Linked DNA regions of Sus scrofa: region 2 is linked to region 1. A link is a contact called in public Hi-C data. All regions are on one chromosome and are shown on one strand. The core of a region is the stretch at or near the end of the contact, and the rest is flanking DNA. Distances in the headings are between cores, read along the strand shown. Region 1 overlaps LOC110255448 (a long non-coding RNA gene). Region 2 overlaps LOC106508308 (a long non-coding RNA gene).

Region 1 (4,486 bases), core at 1,930-4,429:
AGAAGCAGGTGGATGGACAAATGAAACCCAGTGATGCAAGACCCCTGGGAAATTCCTCTAAGAAGAGACAGAATTCTACCAGAGGGACTTTCAAGTGTGCTTAGTAAAATCACCAGGCACTGGTTAGGAGACCAGGTCATTGTCTGCCTGTGGCAGCTTATCTTCACGCTTTCACTTTCATCATCCTGAACTAATCCTTGGGCCACTGGGGAAATGGCTCTAGAATAACTCACTTAGGGAGAGTGGAGAATCTGGTCCCTTGCATTTAACTGAGGATGGGGAGGTCCCAAAGAGTGGAGACTCGTGCCCTTTCATGGAATGTCAGAATGAGAAGAGGCCTTGGAGGTCATGTCCAGGGGAGAGAACTCAGGCTCAGAGAAATGCAAGTTCTCCTTCAAGGTCGCACAGTGAACTTTTGACCCTGATTCTTATCTGCTATAGCAACATCTGGGCTCTTGGCCTCTCTTGTTCCCCATGACTTATGGTCATTGACTCAACCTACAGGCATCGCAGATCCCAAAGTATTCAAGGCAAACCTAGTCTCCGAAACCTCACCTCAAAGGATGAGCCAGTGACTGTTCCTTGCCCACACAGGATGGAGTTATTTCAGAGGGTGCTTGTTGTCCCCAGTGGGGAAAGACTGAAGCAAAGAGCACCTTAAACAGTCCCAGGGAGGCTGGCAAGAGCAAAGCCCTGGGCCTCACTCCGCTAAGACATAGGATGGCTCCATGTTCACTTTACCATCTACTTAATTCTAAACCGGACACTGAACTTTTCCAGGGCCCACTTGCCTCACACATAAAAACAGGTCACCGCAGAGCACTTATCACATGATGGCCATTGGCAGGCACAAATCCCATTTGGAAATATAAACAATAAATGAGGGCCCTCTGGGTGGGGGCAATTCTCATTTTCAACTGAGTATATGCATTTATTTAAACCAGCAAAACTCCTCAGGAAGTAATTGTTCTTTCCAAATTTCTTGGAGGCAACCATGCCACAGATTTGTGATCCTTGGAGAGTTTCACTGAACAGGGGAAGTGGCAGGTGGAGATGAGGTGGCTGGCTCAGTGATTGAAGGAAGAGCTTCAATCATCACTGAGGAGCCAGCGGTCTTAACAGAGAAATTCCAGGCTTGCACTTGAACTGCAGTTCAGACCTTGGCTGGACTCCTTAACTTTTTGTACCATGAGGAAGTTGGGATAGAATCACAGTGATTTTTTTTTTAATTTCCATATGTACAGTACAATCACCTGGGGGAGACTAGGGATTCAAATTATGATGTCCATCTCCCACTCCATTTCCGTTCTGATTTCAACATCTGTGGGGTAGTGTCCAGACAATTCCTAAATAGCCAGGGCTGAGAATCCCTGGATCATAGAATCTCCAAAAGCTGATTCTCAGAAGGGAATAAAGGTAGTGTGGCAGTAGAGAGGAATACCAGAATTTCTCAACCACCCTTAAATATACAAAAACCTGGTAAAGCAGCATGCCATAGAAGTTCTCCTGTGGTAAGGGATCTGGGGTTGCCACAGCTGCAATGCAGACTGTAATGGCAGCCCTGGGTTCGATCCCTGGCCCGAAACTTCCACATGCAGGGAAAGTAGCCAAAAAAAGAAAGAAAAAACAGAAAAAAATATCATGAGTATCATGCTCACTTGTTGGGCTGATTTCCCCAAGCTGAGCAACTGCTGGGATCCAGGTGTGGCTCTGACCACTGACAATCAGCATCTCCCCAGCAATCTGTGCATTTTTCAAACTGAGAGAAAAATGACCAGCAGCTTGGACCCCTAAATATTCTGGAAGTGTTCAGCCAACTGTATGGAGGTCCCATCACCCCTCCTGGGTCTAATCCGGGCAGCGCAGTGGCCACTGGAGCAGGCAGGAGGGGAGCAGGGTCCCAACCACATCTAACAAGATGGCCGATCAGCCTGCCTGCCTGACGCCAGCACTAGCCACCAGCCCCCAACACGCAGGACATGAAGCATCTGCCAGGCGGGTGCCGGCTTTTGATCAGCAGCATGTCGAGCCAGAGACCTGCAGGGAAACGGCCAGCCTCCCGGGGCCGGCCGGCTGGAATCTCTCTGTCCCCTTGAGAGAGGGGCTTGAAGGATCTGAACAGATTTAAAAGTGGGGTGCAGGCAGAGGGACGGGGAGCGAATGAGGGCGGCTGTCTCCTAATACCAGGTTACTCCCTCTCCTCTAAGGAAAGCATGACACCCTTTCGGTTCCAGTGATTGGAGCAGGATTCCTTGGCTGCCTTAGCACATGGGGCTACTCTGCTCCTGAGATCTGAGAGTCCTTCAGCCTCTGCTGTAAAACCTGAGACCTCCAGAGCGGGTGCCTGGTTTCCCAGCTATCAAGGCACCAGGGTGTGGCAGTGACCAACTGCAGCAGGGCTGTTTACAAGACACTTGAGGCCCCTGGCCAGAAGCCTTCAGGACGTCCTGCGTTTTCTAACTGGGGCCTTCAGCTGATAGCTTTAGGAAACCCCCATCTGTGTCCTTAGCATGGAGGCTGGGGCTACCCGTCAAAGCCTTGTGTTAAAATACAGGCCCCTCCTCTCAGCCCCCTTCCTGAGCCACCAGGCCAAGTGCAAGCAGAGGTCCAGCCACAGGCAGATAGCATGTGTTTTGTGTCTCACAATAGCAGCTACGTGACTTGAAGGGCTCTTCTCTTAGAAAACCAAATGCCCACCAGTTTTGCTTATTTGCTCTAACCTTCAAAGAGCCCAGAGGTCCTTTCCTAGTTCAACAAATAAATCCAGTTCCATTCTAGCAGACTCTGACCCACAAGTTCTATTGTTACGCCTTCCCTGAATTTCCCCTGTTCCATCCCTCTCAGCACTTCAGCCCCAGGCAGCTAACCCTTCTTTCGTTTGGGGGATAAATCAAACTCTGGGGGTTTTTTTTGTGTGTGGGTTTTTTTTTTTTCCCCCTAATTCTTTCAAAGCGTAAGGAATGTTGACACCCCCTGAAACATGCCTCTGATGTCTGGTTAGACTTCAGACGGCTGTATTTGAACGCGTGCTGACGCAATCGGGCAGATTGGGTTAAACCAAATATTACAATTGCAAGAACTCATCTGGAACTAATAATTTTGAGGCCACCGAAAGTAAAAGGGCCCAGCTTTGGGGCGGCCAGCGGCAGAGGCCAGGCCAGGCCGATGCTGCCACCTGCCGTGGGCGCAGGGAACAGGGCGCGCCGCCCCGGCCTTCCTGTTTTGTTCAGAACGCACTGGCTCCCACGCACACACGTTCCGCAGCCAGCCAGACCAGGGTTATTTTAAAAAGCTAGCACCTCTCCCCAGCCCTCGGTGTAAAGATAGCTGGTCTGGCCGCCCTAGCTTTGCTCTGGGGGGAAAAAAAAAAAAAGACAACCTCCCAATTACAGAGCCAAGGCTGGCTACAAAGGCAGTTGCACTTGGAGCCGGATGAAACATGTGCCCTTGGATTGAACAGATCATGTGTTAGTGGCTCACTTAGGAGAAAGGCTCGTTCAAGGAAGAATTTTTATTTTGTGGGGGATGAAGAGAACGCACAACTCTGGGTTATGTCGGCACACTGCTGAACTGCAAGTCACATGCCAGATCCAGAAATGATGAAAACATCTGTTTTCGCTTTAGACCAGCAAGGCTCTGGCGGTGGGGAGGGGCGAGGGAGGGAAGGGCTGGGTTTGCTCACCAGCGCCATCTGCTGAGCCTGGTGTAGAAGCGCCTGCGTCCCAAGCACAATGCAGGTTGCCACTCACCCCAAGAGGAGGGGAGATCAACAGGTGGGGGGAGCGGGGGTCTCTGCCCCGGTGATCACTCGCCTTGGAGGATAGCCCTGATTTTGCCCTGGGGACTGTGCAATTCCGTATTGCCTCGGAGTGTTCACAACAAAGAGCTTTGTCCCTGGGGACTGCTCTGGGGCAGAGGAGGAGGAGGAGAGGGAGGCAGCAAATGAATTCCCAGGTTGAGAAGGAAGGAGGTAAAGGGGGAGGAGAGTAGCTCGTTGGTGGTTTGCAGACAGTAAAATTTGCTGTTCTTTCTGGCTGAAATCTACCAGAACAAAGAAACAGCACCGTGTCTCTCGGAAAATTCCCAGCTGCACTTCTCCCAGCCTTCCCTCTTGCCTGTTATGGTGGCTTTCACTCTGCATGTGTGAGAATGTTCCAATAGTCACAGAGATCATTCCCGACAGGCCAGGGTGGATTAAGCCTTGAACGTGAAATCCACCCAGCCTCCTATGAATGGAGGGCTGGGGGTGGGTTCTGAACAGGAGCCATCCTGACAGCCAAGCCACTGCCTTTTTTCAATGTTCAGCAAATATTTACTGCCTGCCTGCAAGGTGCCCGGCACTCACTCAGCACAACTATTTGTCATAAAGTTTTAAAAACAATACAAATATGTCAGAGGAAAATGTATGTTTAATGTCAAGTGATAATGACAGCTGTGAGTTTAGAAAGAGTGAGGGGATTCCAGACCCTCAATTGACCTTTTCTCA
Region 2 (4,064 bases), core at 260-2,759, 150 kb before region 1:
TATACTTCAGTGTGCATATGCTAATCTCAAACTCCCAGTCCATCCCTCTACCCACCCCCCTCCCACTGCCACCTGTCCCCTTTGGTAACTGTGAGTTTGTTTTCAAAGTCTGTGAGTCTGTTCCTGTTCTGCAAGGACCTTCATTTGTATCGACTTTTTAGATTTCATGTATAAGCAGTAACATATGATGTGTGTCTTTCACTAACGTCACTTAGTGTGAAAATCTTTAGGTCCATCTCTTCTACTTTCTATTTGTGCTGAGATGCAGAACAGTTCGAAATACTGTAAAAGCCTTTTCCCCCTGATGGGGAGGTGGCGGGGGGGCATCCAGACATTTCATCCCACATGCTCATCTGTGCTTTTGTGGTGCTTCCATGCATGGGGGCCCGAGTTTGAGGCACAGTAGGGCTAATGCACCTGCAGTTCCCTGTGCACGTACATAAAGCAAGCCCCAGAGCACTTCCCTAATATCAGTGCATTTCCCTATTATCCATCAGGTATATGCCACACTTGAAGTTCAAGACCTTGGAGGAAAAGAAAGGGCTTAAGGGACTTTTCCTCCTAAAAACAGGCTGGGAGTTAAGTTTCAAGCTTTTATGAGATAGACTGCATTGGGTTCAAGATAATAACCCAATTAGAAGTAAGTCCCAGCGCAAACACCACAAACAATAGTTCCCGCTGTATTCTATTTTCATTTAAGTCAGAAGCTTTGCTTTCACGGCTGTTCTTATTGATACATACTTCAACTCCTGACTCTTGGTTGCTTTGAGTATGAACTTCACATGCCTAAACTCTCAAGGCATAAACAATGAGGCTTGTTGTTATTGTTTAAAATGTTTAAAATGCTATAAACTTCCAACCTGCCTGTTTTTGAAGGTTAAGTTCACATCTTCATCAGGTTGTTTGTTCAGAGCTCTGTAATTCTAAGGGACAGTGGTGGGGAAATTTGAAACATTCACTTTTATTATATTAGTTCCTTCCACTCCTTTCCCCCATTTATTCATCCTCCTGGGACTTCAGGCTATGGTTTATTTGCACTTTCTTTTCCTCTGACCCTTCCCTCTATCCTTTCTTCCCTCTTTCCTTTCTTCTTCCTTTCCCTCTTTCTTTATTCCCTCCTCCTTTCCCTTCCCTTCCTTCCTGCTCTTTCTTACCCTCCTGTTTCCTGATTACTGGCTTCTGTGTCAAGACACAGCCTCCCTTCTGCCAGATCGCATAAATATCAGGCAGCCTGCTCTCTGTACCTCCGTGCAACACCTTTGTCCAAACTGTGCTTTCCCTCCGATTTAACTCCTTAAAAGTAGCGGAGCTCAGGGTGGCGGAGAGACCCAGGCATGAGGGAAGATTGAGACAAAAGAGCTTGTTTGGCAAAGTCACAGGCACCCCATCCGTAAATCTCACCAAAGCCCTTTTCAAATCTGGAATGATTTTCCTGCCGCTGAGGAAGGTCCAGTTGTTGAGCTGTTCCTTCCTGCTTCCACGATCCTCCCCCAGCCTAACCCCCACTCAGCCTCCCTCCTTCGCTGAGCAGAGACACAGAGAGCAGAGGCACTTAAAAGAAGGACATGAATAACGTAAGAAAGGAGCGGAAAACCTAAGGGAAAACAATAGCACATCCTGCAATTTTGGAGTCAAGTACAGAACGCAGAAGCAAGGGAGTTAATATTTTCCCCGCTTTACAAACCCCTTGTCTTTCTGAGCCCCTGGGTGCTGGCCCACTCCCCAACCCGGCCGTGAATTCTGTTATCCCTCCTTGAGCCCCAGCCTGGCTTGGATTCCACCTACATTCCTTCATGGCCCTGGTGGGGAGGGGGCGTGTCAGGGGCTCAGGGGAGGGGGAGGCAGGGCAGACCCTGGGGATCGTCCCCCCATCACTGCTCTGCACCACAGCTATGTCGGTTTTGAAGTCCGCCCAAAGTCGCAGAGCAGAAATGCCTGAATCTAACACTGCTTCCCTCACCACACTCTCAGCCAAACGTCCTTGGCTTTTCAGGAGACCAAACCTCTTGGCACCATTGAGCCTTGATGTTTTGCATTCTTTTTTCTTATATATTTAACCCTCCACTTGCCCTTCTCTGACTAAAGCTTCATTGGTTACCCAAGTGCCTTCCTTCCTGGCAAGAGATCCTTCCTTCTTTCCTCCCTTCCCTTCTTCCCTCTCTGCCACCAACTTTTCTTTCTTTACATTTTTGACTTTTTCGGGAGGAGGGAAGAGAAAGCAACAGAGGAGCCCTTGGAAAGTCTCCCCAGGACATAGCATCTCAGGAGTGTTTCCAAGGTGGGCTGGTGGGGTGTAGGGGAGGCAGCACAGGTGATGACAGTTCAGCTGCTCTGCCCGGAGAACAGAATTCTCTTTCCCTGCTGCTCTGCAATTCCCTTTGGCTGTACTGATTGAAGTCGCCTCAGAAAGCTACAATCTGATCCTTGTCTCCAGGCTTGTCCCAGGCTCTGGCACTGAACACAGTCTTCAAGTGTTGCCCCTTGAGCAGCAAAATGGGCTTATTGTCGAGTTGTCCCCTTGTGCCCTTACAAATGCCCTTCTGGGGACCTTCTCTTGGCCAGTGTCTACTGTGGCCAAGTCCCTTTGCTTACTGCCAGCTAGAACTGGTGTTAATTTTTTAAAGTTTAGATGCTTTTCATAGCTTTGCCTCCACTTTTTAACCAGCCTGGGTTTCTTTCCACCAGGAAGTCCAGTGGACTTGCCAAAGTGCACACACTTAGTGAGGAGCAGAACAGCTGTAAATACTTATATATGCACCGGTTGTTGGAACCCAGGCTGTGTCTCAATGAAGATAATGAATCAATTATTGAAAGTAAACCAGCAAATGGGATTTTACACAGGTATTTTTCCCAAAAAACTACCTGTTGCGAAATCATAGTATAGGTCCAGTCTTTTGTTTGTTTTTGGCTTTTTTTTGGTTTGTCTGCTTTTGTTTTGTCATCAAAAAGTTGAATTTGCCATTCTTCAATGCTTTCAGAACTGAATGGAGATTGCGATGTTGCAGTCCTTATGTGTGACCATTTTATTGGAAACTGTTAGTGTATTTATGAATTATGTCTCAGATTTCTGTCATTGGCTCCCTTTCTAGATCAAGACCAAAGGAAACCTCGTGCCTGTTTGTCTAGATTAGGGGAAGGTAATTGCTGCAACCCACAGTGACTAAGGAATTTGGTTTTACCCTTAGAAGTAGCGTTTATCACAAGCTGAATAACTTGAGTTCAATCTACTGTCAGAGTCCACCAATTGCCAGGGTTGGGTGCTGAGAACCAGACAAGGCAGGAGAAAGAGGAAAGGCCTCTCTGGAATGCTCAGTTATTGCAATAAAGACTCTTCTAAGAAACAATAGAACCAATAGTGCCCTTTACTGGAACAAGAACTGAAGACACAAAGAGGAGATAAGGTTGTCCTAACACACGAGAAGCTTCAAGACTAAGAAGGTGGCATGAGCAGAGAAATAGGATGCACCTCCTTGAAAAGACATAGGACACAAAGAAAACATGACTTTAAATAAATTTCAGGAGTTCCCTTCGTGGCACAGTGGAAATGAATCTGACTAGGAATCACAAGGTTGCGGGTTTGATCCCTGGCTTTGCTCAGTGGGTTAAGAATCTGGCATTGCCTTGAGCTGTGGTGTAGGTTGCAGACATGGCTCAGCTCTGATGTCACTGTGGCTGTGGTGTAGGCCAGCAGCTGTAGCTTGGATTTGACCCCAAGCCTGGAAACCTCCATATGTCACGGCTGCAGCCCTTAAAAACAAAACAAACAAGCAAACAAAAAACTCAAATTATACACATAAATTCTTTCTCCTCTGTCTACCCAGAGATCAAATCAGACCATGAGCTAGAGTATGGAGCCAGAGGTGTAGATGGACCAAACAGCTAATTTCATCACCTTGGCATAACAACTTCTGGACTCTTCAGTTTGAACCACCCATACTAATTTACAACAGAGAAGAAAATAAAATATTGCCCTCAAGAGGTACAACTCTAATTTCACTGCTATCCCTCCAGATCATTCTAAAAAAGGTCCCACATGTAACAACGCTTTATTCTCTGACCTCCCC

What was found. Hi-C and Micro-C count contacts between places; a contact is called where the count stands out from the background.
Region 2: a Hi-C map of skeletal muscle shows a contact between it and region 1, with 2.3 times the contacts expected there. The contact joins two enhancer-like sites. A contact is called at or near these places in 2 of 47 Hi-C or Micro-C datasets (embryonic fibroblasts and skeletal muscle) and 1 of 2 datasets of contacts at active chromatin or transcription factors (skeletal muscle).

The regions. Positions count from the first base shown.
Region 1 is chr9:48,666,189-48,670,674 of Sscrofa11.1, reverse strand. All of the region lies in intron 1 of LOC110255448 (a long non-coding RNA gene), which reads right to left. Among named protein-coding and RNA genes, the nearest start is that of SORL1, 230 kb to the right of the region's middle. Within about 2 kb of position 3,179, at least 58 of the 83 cell types and tissues checked have an H3K27ac peak or open chromatin away from gene starts, as enhancers often do. A contact at or near this core is called in skeletal muscle, where this site is marked.
Region 2 is chr9:48,810,111-48,814,174 of Sscrofa11.1, reverse strand. The region is part of intron 1 of LOC106508308 (a long non-coding RNA gene); the gene reads right to left. Among named protein-coding and RNA genes, the nearest start is that of MIR9804, 180 kb to the left of the region's middle. Within about 2 kb of position 1,509, at least 27 of the 83 cell types and tissues checked have an H3K27ac peak or open chromatin away from gene starts, as enhancers often do. A contact at or near this core is called in skeletal muscle, where this site is marked.